Regions from separate parts of the Danio rerio genome. Here region 1 is linked to region 2. The links are chromatin contacts, called in public HiChIP or PLAC-seq maps. All regions are on one chromosome and are shown on one strand. Each heading gives the region's core, a stretch centred on a gene start, on an enhancer-like site or on the middle of the called end of the contact. The rest is flanking DNA. Distances are from core to core; before and after follow the strand shown. Region 1 holds the start of si:ch211-195b21.5. Region 2 holds the start of ltbp1 (latent transforming growth factor beta binding protein 1).

Region 1 (5,248 bases), core at 2,179-4,678, 260 kb before region 2:
AGCTTTGAGTGCCTCCACCGCTGGTGCTGCTGGAGCTGTGGTTGCCCTCTGCTGTTCCTCTGTGAGTCTGTTTGGTGTGGCTGGGGCTCAGGCGAGGCTGACTCTTGCTGTGTGTGCTGCTCTTCCCGTGACTGCGGCTGCGGCTACGGCTGCGGCTCCTGGCTCGACTTTTGGCCCTTGTGCGGCTTTTACCTCGACTGCGACTGCGTGATCTGCTGCGAGCTCGACTCTTTCCGCGGCTCCTAGCTCGACTGCGGCCCCGGCTCTTGCCACGACTCCTGCTGCGACTGCGAGCGCGGCTCCTTCCTCTGCTCCGACTGCGTGCTCGACTCGAGTGTTTGTCTGCTGTACGATCCGTGCTGTCATTTTTATCTCCTGCTGGCTCAATACGGTCACTTGCCCCCAGGATTCGGAGAAACTCCTCTGCCTTTTTTCTATTTAGAAGCACAAAGAAATGTAATGTAATGTGTATTTATATAGCAAATTTATTGTGTATGGCCATACACCCAGAGCGTTTCACAATCATGAGGGCGGTCTCTCCACACTACCACTAGTGTGCAGCATCCACTTGGATGATGCAATGGCAGCCACGGGACTACAGAGCCAGTGAACTCACCACATACTAGTCATTGTAGGAGTGGGTATGACCCCCTTTCACACATTGACACCAGTAAATATCCAGAATGACTTTAACGGTAAATAAAAAAATAATTAAAAAAAACGATGTTGAGACAGGCACAGACGTTCCAGATTTTTTCAAGAAAAGACCAATTAACACATCCATTCCAAAATACCCATATATTCTGACCAAAATTGACCTCTTAACAGCCGCACTTGTATTTGTAAACATAGAAGGGGTTCAGGCTTTTGCTTTATGGTTTCACTTTTGTTTAAAGCTTTAACATTCATGCAGCTGTTTTGCCCCAGAAACATCTTAAGGCAGAAACACGAACCGCAGCTAAATGTTTACACATTTGACTACACTGCAAATTCTGTGGATGGAGAAGTGTTCTGATTAACTTTGATAAAAACAAATGGAGAAACACTTTCGCATGTCAAAATGTACATAATGTGTGTATGTGCTGACGCTCACCGAAGTACTTCTTTACGCGTCAAACAACTGAAGCAGCTTAAAAGTAAATTCACAGCATTTTTTTATAAGCATTTTATCTATAGATTTTCCACAGTTGGCATTAATCACAACAAAGAAACGTTATCTGACTAACATCTAGCAGCTAAATGTGTCTGGAAAAGATTCAAAGGCTTTTATTTTCAGAAACAGCGTGGATGTGAATGAGTCTGAATGTTCTGATTGGCTAGAGTCATGTCAGCGCGTTCTAGATGTGAACGCGCTCTTTGCGGCAATTTTCCTCCTGCCTTTACACAGAGCAGCAGTCCAGCAAACTACCTGTAATGTTTCAACTTCTCTTTCCAGGAACTTGCCGGAACAAATTTAATAATATTTTCAAAAAGGGCCTGTTCACACAAATGTGAAAGGGGCTAGTGATAGAGCCAATTGATAGATGGGGATGATTGGGAGGCCATGATGAATAAGGGCTGATGGAGGGAATATGGCCAGGACACCTGGGTTACATCCCTACTTTTTTTACACCTAAAAAGTGCCATGGGATTTTTAATAACCACAGAGAGTCAAGACCTCAGTTTGACATCTCACCTGAAAGAAGAATTACATGGTTAGTTTTATGGAAATGCACTGAAGTTGCGCTTACTGACAGCATAGCCTCCCCTTCACTATACTGGGGTACTCACACAACCCCCTGCTGGCTACTAACACCACTTCCAACAGCAACCTAGTTTTCCCATGTGGTCTTCCATCCAGGTACTGACCGGGTGCAGCCCTGCTTAGCTTCAGTGAGTAACCTCTTTTGGGCTGCGGGGTGATAAGGCTGAGGCTATATTTAATGGAAAGAAAATGTAGATTGCTCAGGGGTACATATTATTCATTCATTCATTCATTTTTTTTTCAGCGTAGTCCCTTTATTAATCTGGGGTCGCCACATCGGAATGAACCGCCAACTTCTCCAGCACGCTTTGCACAGCGGATGCCCTTCCAGCTGCAACCCATCACTGGGAAACATCCATACACACTCATTCACACCTACACACTACAGACAATTTAGCCTACCTTATTCACCTATAGCGCATGTCTTTGGACTGTGTGAGAAAACGAAGCACAAAATGCAGCAACTAAAATGTCACTTAGTGTATAATAGTTTATACATCAAATCATCATCTTGTCTGGCATTTTAGGGCCACAATAACATATTAAAATGTTTATTAAAAGTCTATCACATTGCAACATTAGAGTACAGTTTATACGGCTTTAATAATTTATTTTTATTTGATCCTTTTTGATCTTTTGCCCTTGACCCACATACAGTTGTGTGACACAAATTGATCTCACTTTAAACAAACTTTGACTCTACTTTTTTCTCCAATCATACCTGACTTCTTGGTTTTGCTCATCCAGACTTTTAGTTGACCAGTTTTGTGTGGACTGACCAAGCAAAAGCTGATTTGATGGTGTGATCATCGTGGAACCGCTCTGGTCAGTAGTGAGACCACCAAAGGGTCGGTTCTGCAGTGGAGAAAGAGCAACATAAAAAATATCTGTCATTAATAATAATCCTGTGAATGTGTTATTCAAGTAAAACATAGGCCATTGATTGACCTATAGTAGAAAGCCATGAAACCACAATGCATTTTATTCTCTTTAAATCTAAAAAAAAAAATAACGTTACCGCCAAATTACTTTTAACAAAAGTAAATCAGCATATAAGGTTAAATTAATTACTGAGATGCTAAACAATCCTTAAACTCATTTTTAATCACATGACATCACACTCATTGATTGCATGTCAAGTTCCACATACAATACCGAAATCATTGAACTATTATTTCGTGCACCGCTATCAAAATGCATATCTTGCATTAAATCCATAAATATACATGACATAGATATAATAAAACATATTTTAAAAGACGTAACGTACATCCGGTATTTCTATCAGCTCGATCTGTGGGACAAATAAGTGCAGGTTGTTTTTATGAATGCACAGTAAAAACTCGCACCTCGTAGAATGAATCTCTGTTGTAGTTTTCATTGCCTGGTCCGTACGGGCGTCCCGGAGGGGGAATAGGCTGCGGACTGCAGTATCGAGGCCCCGGAGGAGGAACCCCAAAAGGAGGACAGAACGGCGGAGGTCCGAAAGGTGCTATAGGGTGTCCGAAACGTGATGGAGGTACCGGTGCCCGGTGATAGTCGGGGTTCGACGGACCTCGGTACATTTTTAAACATCAATATCTCATAGATACATGTGTTGTTGTAACGAGTTTGTTTCCATTCACTCTGAGCTATGAGCTCTTTTGGGTCTAAAATGAGTCTGAGTCCAGTCACAGCGCCGTCTGCAGGACTGGAGAAGTAACGCACATTATATAGGCGATTCAAAACAATGCCTGTTCAAAACTGTTTTGCTCACTTTACAAAGGCAAAATGACTAATTCACACAAAATTGAAACTGTTAAATTTATAATTTAGATTTTTTTGCTTAGATTCTATTAATTTTATATATTTCACTTTATTTTATTTCGAGTTTGTACAATTTCTACACTTCATCATAGACACAACAAATATTTTTCAATATTTTTTATGCCAATAATTAAATTACCCAAGATATAAGATCATCGAAAAGGTACCATTATCCTAAAGTTACATTTCATAGCACATCATTTATTTGTTTGTTTATTTACTAATTCATGTTTGTTTTTATCAAATTTTTATTTATTTATTTTGGCCTTTTTTTAAAAAACATTTATCTTGACTTTTTTCGATTTGGTTCAGGTTTTTCTGGTTTTGGATTTACATGGAAACATTGTAGTCTGCATTATTTCGTGTATATGGGTTTTTTCCGATATTTATAAAATGTCATATTAAAATACAGCTTTATTTCATGATTTAATAAATAGTTATTTGTGTTTATTTGTCTTTTTATATCTTTAGAATATCGCGTGAAACATAAACATGGATTTAGTTGTTTAGACAGAGATGGTTTAGAGTTTTAGAAATATATTCCGGCATATATTTGGTCAGCTTAAAGTGCTGAGACGAGGGCCCCATTATGCCAACCTAGCATTGCAGTCGTTACGGCTGCTAGAGGGAGTGATTCACAATGGAAGTTACTGATATTCTTGACTCTTTGGAGGACCTGGGGTATGTGAATGAAGTCCCCATTTATAATATGTGTTTCTGTTGTCTTATTAGAGGTTTATATTTTGGTTTACGGCACAAATGTGATCATTAGCACGCGTGCTCTGGTTCGCCGGGTGTTCTGCATGGTCTGACACCCAGATCCGCTTCTCTTATTCTCAACGTCTGTAGTTTACATCTGCTTTAAGCTGTTATTTTCAAACGTTTTGTAACCCTCAGTAGTCGAGATCTGTTGTATGTCAGGTCATTTCAGAGCCTGGGCTACTGGCACATGTATTTGACAGCGTGATTTCTGTGATCAATGTTCTGATTTGGGCCGTGCAGCCCTGCCCAGCAGTGCTTAAATATCTCAAATATCGCCAGCGCCAGAAATAGCCTGAATCATCATAGCCTAAACGAACACACCTCTGTCACCACTGCTGTGTCAGACGAGTTTACAAGATTATCAAGTCCATAGACTGTTCTAGAATCAGTGCAGAACTGACAAACATGGGTGGGTTTTGGATGTTTTATGTAATGTATTTTTAATGCTATTTGATGACTGTACCTAATTGCTGTATAATGTCTATTATTGACTTAACACATTCAGCTTTAGAAATCTATATCAGAGATAAGCAGTTACGTTTTGCAGTGTCACAACACTGGTCAGTTCACATTCTCCCAAATAGAAGTGCAGCATGATCCAGGAAACCCTCTCAAAATGCAAATATAGTCAAACTGAATGTGTGTTTGCAGATACCAGGGTCCACTTCTAGAGGATGGAACTCTTGAGACAGCTGTGACTGGTGGTGCTGAATCTCCAGAGTTCACCAAACTGTGTGCGTGGCTTGTGTCTGAGCTGAAACTCTACTGCAAACTAGAGGAGAATGTGCAGGCGACCAACTGTGAGTTTGATACTGCGCACATCATATACTCAATCAGACCAAAGAAGAGTCATTTAGGTTGTGTTTCTGCAGAATTAAAATATGTAGGATTTGCCTGATGGATTTGGGTGTGGTGTTTGCAGGTCCAAGCGAGGCG
Region 2 (5,518 bases), core at 2,509-5,008:
TCTATTTTACCCCTTTTTCAAGATTTAAAATAAGAATTGAAAACACTTTGAAAACACTGTAGCTGTATTTGTTGCCTGTGCCTTTAATGCTAGTTCTCCCTGCCCACCAATGCCACGTGCCTGTCAGAGTGTACCTCAATCTCCACCTTGGCTGCGTCAGATAAACAGTACAGTGACAGACATGAAGGAAGCAGATCTCATGTAACATTTGTGAGAAATACTACAGTAAGAACTTTACCAATGGGTATTTGATGTATTTGTTGCTGAGGTAATAAGTCAGTGAAAATGATGAGTCACACACAATCACACACAATGTTGTTACAAAGTTCACGCACACAAACGCACACAGCGGACACACACACAGCATTCGCATTTAACTTTGCACTGTTTTTGCATGGCAGATGTGACAGGATACACGTTAATATCCACTGCTGTATGGATATCCATCATGTTAATGTACAAAATAAACCTGATTTAACGTCCACAAAACCAAGATAGAAGAATCTTCTTTTATAATTGTACTGACATGGGGCTGTGGTGATAAAGCAGTAAAATCGCTGTAATTTATTACAAACATGTACTGTTTTAAAAACATTTTAAACTTTGAATACTCATTCTTAAACACATTTGACGATGATTGATGATCACAGCCAGCTCAACAGATCTTTTGATCCCAGTTGCTTTGCGCACGTCCTGTCTTGTTGATATGATTATACGCGTTACTATGAAGACATGTTTATATGTGGCTGTGAATCAATTCGGTGGGTGGGGAAACGGCACTCCTACGTCATGGTGCAGTGGGCCTCAAAATGGGAGGGATTTGGATCCTATTTTAACATCAGGAAATTGTAAAAAAAAAAGTGACTTACTGTCTTAAATTTACCCCAAAACTAGTGTGGACACACTATACCTACACACAGTTCTGCCCAAACAGCTTACAAAAGATGATTTTCATCATAGATGCTCTTTAGGATCAGCCATTGTGACTCAAAGGAGTCAAGACATCCGGTCTCATTTACTTACAACCATTTTTAGCAAAACAAAAGAAAACAACTTATGTTTATATAAAAACTCATAATATATTTGATTGCCAATTGACAAGCAGAAATTAAATAAAATGGCATGGACAAAAAAGACAAACCATAACAAATATTGCAACGAAAAACAATGTGATAAGCAAAAATAAAATGATCAAAATTCATGGTTCCATGACTTGAAAAATTTTTTATATATATATATATATATATATATATATATATATATATATATATATATATATATATATATATATATATATATATATATATATAAATTCTCTGACTTTCAATGCCTGAATAAACCTTTTAAAAATTGGTGATATTCCAGAAACACCATTACCCTAGGAAGCCTTGAATGACGTATGTCCAGACACAAACTCACAAGTAGGCTGAAGCTGTTTGTTTAAAAAGGAGAGTAAAAATGCTAGTTTTGTATTAATCATCAGAATTTGACATACTTGTGGTTACTCTTTCCTCTTTCTTTCTTGTATTTAGCACACATTTATATCCAGAGGGATATTTTTCAACAACATACTGCAGTTAAGGCTATGGAGCAAGACATAATTGAATGTCTTGCTCAAAAGCACATAACACAGGTTCTAAGCCAAAGGGACATCAGTGCAAGTCCAAACCCTCAGTCAGTGATCAGTAAATGATGAGAATCAGAGTTGGAAACTTCATGATTCTTCCTAAATAGGATGAATGGAAGCAGCAATGTTTGTGTTAGAAGACTAACCAAACTTAATCCACTCTTCAACACTATTAAATTCAACTAATTTTGTTGACATTCTTAGAATAATTGATTTCATGTGAGACCCACAGTCCTTTGGAAACAATATTAAACTGAAGTGTTTTTGAACTTATTTTTGAGGGTGATGAAGGGCTTTCTCTTGTCCAAGAAAGATTTTAGAATAGTTTTAGTGCAGAAATAAGGCCTGAGAAAATGCAAGCACATGCATGACACAAAATCATCATAACTCACGTTTAGTGCAGCGCTGAGATCCTGGGGTCTTGCTCCAACCAACACAGCACTGCCCCCCACAGACGTTCACTCTGCAATGACATCAAAAGTCACAATCACACACAAACTGAATGGACCTACTAACCTTACTGTAACCCCCCGGTCAATCTCCTCGGCCACCCAGAGCGGTTTCTGACGTAAGTCTGCTGTCACTAGTGGCATGAGGGCCCGGGGCCAAAGCTGGTGGAGGCTCCAATATAATCAGTCCTCTTATTCCCACTGTACTACTTCATACTGTACTTCATAGTAAAGTGACAGAAAATATGAAGAAATACAGGCTGGGATACACTTGTTACTCAGTGTGATTGTAGGGAATGTAAAAAAAAAACTTTGTAAATGGCCTCCCGAAACTTTTTAAGGGGCATCGAGTTCATTACTAGGGGAGCCGGTAGCCTACATTTAAACTGGCTCGCGTGGCTTACTGAAACAACAGATGTTACTGTGCTTTTTAAAAGGTTACGACTCGCTGTAGACTGGATGACTTATCAAATTTATTGCTACTTAATGTCATGTGGCTGCTAACACATCATTGGCAATAAGGCTCCAAATCTCTAATGGAACAGTAAAATCATTAGTTGACTCTTTCTAAAAGTTTCAAAGCATGCATGACTTTTAAGAATATTACTGTGGTATCTTCAGTAAAGATAACTAAACTCACTATGAACTTTCTTATGATGTTGTGTTGCAGAGGTTAATTTTTGCATTTATTTCATTCAACCCTAAACTACCATCAGCCCAGTTTTCAACGAGTACAAGTCTAAAAAAAAAAAAAAAAAAAAAACAATTATTCATAGTTTGAAAGTTTGTGTATTTGTTAAGTGACTGCAAAACAACTTTGCATAAAGCACTGATAATAGAAATCCCTGCTCATTCATTCTGTATTTGCATGTTTTGAACTGTTATTCGTGCCTATTATGGTCAATTATTTTGTCAAATAATCAAGATCGTTTGTTAAAATATATAATGAAGCTAAAACATCCTAAATGAAGTGTTAAATACTTTATACTCGGCTCTGTTCTTACCCTGACACTTTCATGTGATGGCTGGATGTGTGTCGGCCAGACTGCGCGTCCTGGCGGATCGGAATGCTCGGGTTCTGCTGGTGACCCATTCTGCGGGTCCGGACCTGGCCACCGAAGCTGGCTTTCAGCTCCACATTGTATGAGTGTGGCTGTCCCGACGCTCCCGAGAGCGATGAAATGGAGCTCACGTGAACCCCGTCTGTACCGCTCGGTCCCGGTTGCACAACGTACAGTTTCCTGAAGCCGCTCTGATCCGCCGAAAGAAAAGCCGGAGAAATTAATAACGTAACAGAAACAATGATGTCCCACACGAGCATAGCCATATCCTTTAGCAGTCAAAGTGTTGGGGAAGTTTGAAAGAAAGCCTCTGTACTATAAATATACACTATAGATAGAAAGATACCAAAATAAAACTATAGAAGCGCAGCTCCACTGTGTCGCGTGTGAAGCAGTTGTAAACCCTCGCGCGCTGTCATCTATTCGCCATAAGAAAACACTTAGAGGCAAACATAACTTAGAAGAGGGGGAAAATGCTTGGAGTTAAAGAAAATTTCAAAGCACGAAACGGAAATCGGGGAAAACGGGAGTCAAGGCGGCGAGAGAGCTCGCGTGCGCGCGGTTTGAGCTCGAGCAGAAGTTTGAAAAGTCTTGGAAAACTTTGAGCGCGTGTGAGTGTGCAAGGGCAGGAGTTTGTGCTCGAACTCCATATAGCCAATCTCCTGCAGACATGACGTCAGGGATGGAGCTCTTATTGGAACACACATGTGGGGCTGAACCTTTATACCAGAGTCAAAAAAAAAGTTTGTGTATATAAATTGTGCATACTTATGAATTTGAAGGTGGGGGTCGTTTGTAAAAAAAAAAAAAAAAAAAAAAAAAAGTCTGATACTGTAAATGCAGCCATCATAAGTCAAGCTTGTCACATAGAGTGCAAGCATCAGCTGCACACCTCTTTTTGGAGGAAAAAGTGTTATATATAGTTCAGAATTGGACATGAACTTGAACATTTCCCAGAGATGGGTTGCGGCTGGAAGGGGATGTGCTACGTAAAAACTTGCTGTATAAGTTGGCAGTTCATTCTGCTGTGGCGACCCCGGATTAATAAAGGGACCAAGCTGGCCAGAAAATGAATGAATGAATGAATGAATGAATGAATGAATGAATGAATGAACGAATTAACTTTAACAATATTAGTACAAAACTAAACAAAAATCCTATTACAATTTTACAGTGTGCATGAATGCAACCTATACTGTGATAACGGCAGCACTGTGATTAAGATGGAGCTCATGTAAACAGAAAACCACAATTATGCACATAATTAGTAAAAGCGTGATCACAGTATGCTTTAACCACATATATCCCACTCAAACCAAAATGTCAAGATGTGAAAGAGAAAAGACTACACTTTGGGCTCAGGAGTTATTAAAGTGATTGAAATCTAATGTACGGTAAAGTATTACACTTTTTATTTTGTTTGACAGCATCCCAGAACATTAAGGACAAATTGATGGTTAAAAATATAGGTGGAAAAAATATGTAATTTTTTATTCAATGTACTAAAGGCTAAAAAGAATTTGAATGGGCTTTGCATGTAATGTAACTATTCTGTTGGCCTGACCTGCCATGGTGGTTGGATTTAGAGAGGTTTTTCGACTTTTAAACTGTCAAAAAATAAATAAATTCAACTGACAGCCACCAGCTTGGCCAAGTTAAAAGATCAGAAAACAATCTTGGCCTTTTTTAGATGGATTGTTTTATGACAAGGCCTATTTATACCAGAGCACAATTATATGTGTATTTCCTAGCAAAAAAGGATTTACCAGCTTGAAAATCCTCCAGCTTAATACTTACAGGGAAATTTCTTCTTGCCTTTCATTTTTGGTTGAAGTACCTGTTTAAAATTAAAGATTCTTCATTGGCATTAAGTGTATGGTTCCACAAAGAACTTATACTATCCCACCGTTTACTACCATTGAACAATTTAATTTCCCCCTAAAATATTTAAATTTTTAAAAATGTTCTTTATTCTTATAAAAAAAAGGTATTTTAAGAAATGTTCACTGAAGAGTTCTTTAGGAAACCCAAAATGGATCACTGCGAAACTCTTTATGAAACTTATATTATTAATAGCGTTGAGTGTGTTGTGACATCCTAAACCAGCTAAGTCCATCTTTAAGAGGCTCTCTTTTTTTTTTTCAGCACTCCCCAGCTGTTTCAACACTATTAAAACAGAACCCTTGATTTATTCTGCTGATTTACTCATTAAAGTGATCCTTGTTGTTCAGCGCAGTTATGTAATCCAAATGACTTTCTCCCTACAGCATGCCTGACTGCTTACCAGCTCTAAATCTGACTTTGACAGTCTTCTGCCCATGAACGGGGACCCTATGGCCTCCCTACACGTCGAAAACCGGATCCTATTAATACATGGAACA

What was found. HiChIP or PLAC-seq counts read pairs in DNA pulled down with a chosen protein or histone mark.
Region 1: a contact with region 2 is called in an H3K4me3 HiChIP or PLAC-seq map of gastrula embryo, with 3 times the contacts expected there. The contact joins the promoter of si:ch211-195b21.5 here to the promoter of ltbp1 in region 2. A contact is called at or near these places in 2 of 4 datasets of contacts at active chromatin or transcription factors (embryo and gastrula embryo).

The regions. Positions count from the first base shown.
Region 1 is chr17:24,540,161-24,545,408 of GRCz12tu, reverse strand. It overlaps si:ch211-195b21.5, which reads right to left and starts at 3,428. Exons shown (of 8, transcript XM_001922576.7): 1 at 3,094-3,428; 2 at 2,466-2,599; 3 at 1-434. The coding sequence starts at 3,309. fam98a (family with sequence similarity 98 member A) reads left to right here and starts at 4,128. Exons shown (of 8, transcript XM_021474366.3): 1 at 4,128-4,231; 2 at 4,964-5,112; 3 at 5,235-5,248. The coding sequence starts at 4,191.
Region 2 is chr17:24,278,521-24,284,038 of GRCz12tu, reverse strand. It overlaps ltbp1 (latent transforming growth factor beta binding protein 1), which reads right to left and starts at 3,758. Exons shown (of 29, transcript XM_073928505.1): 1 at 3,081-3,758; 2 at 2,020-2,090. The coding sequence starts at 3,403.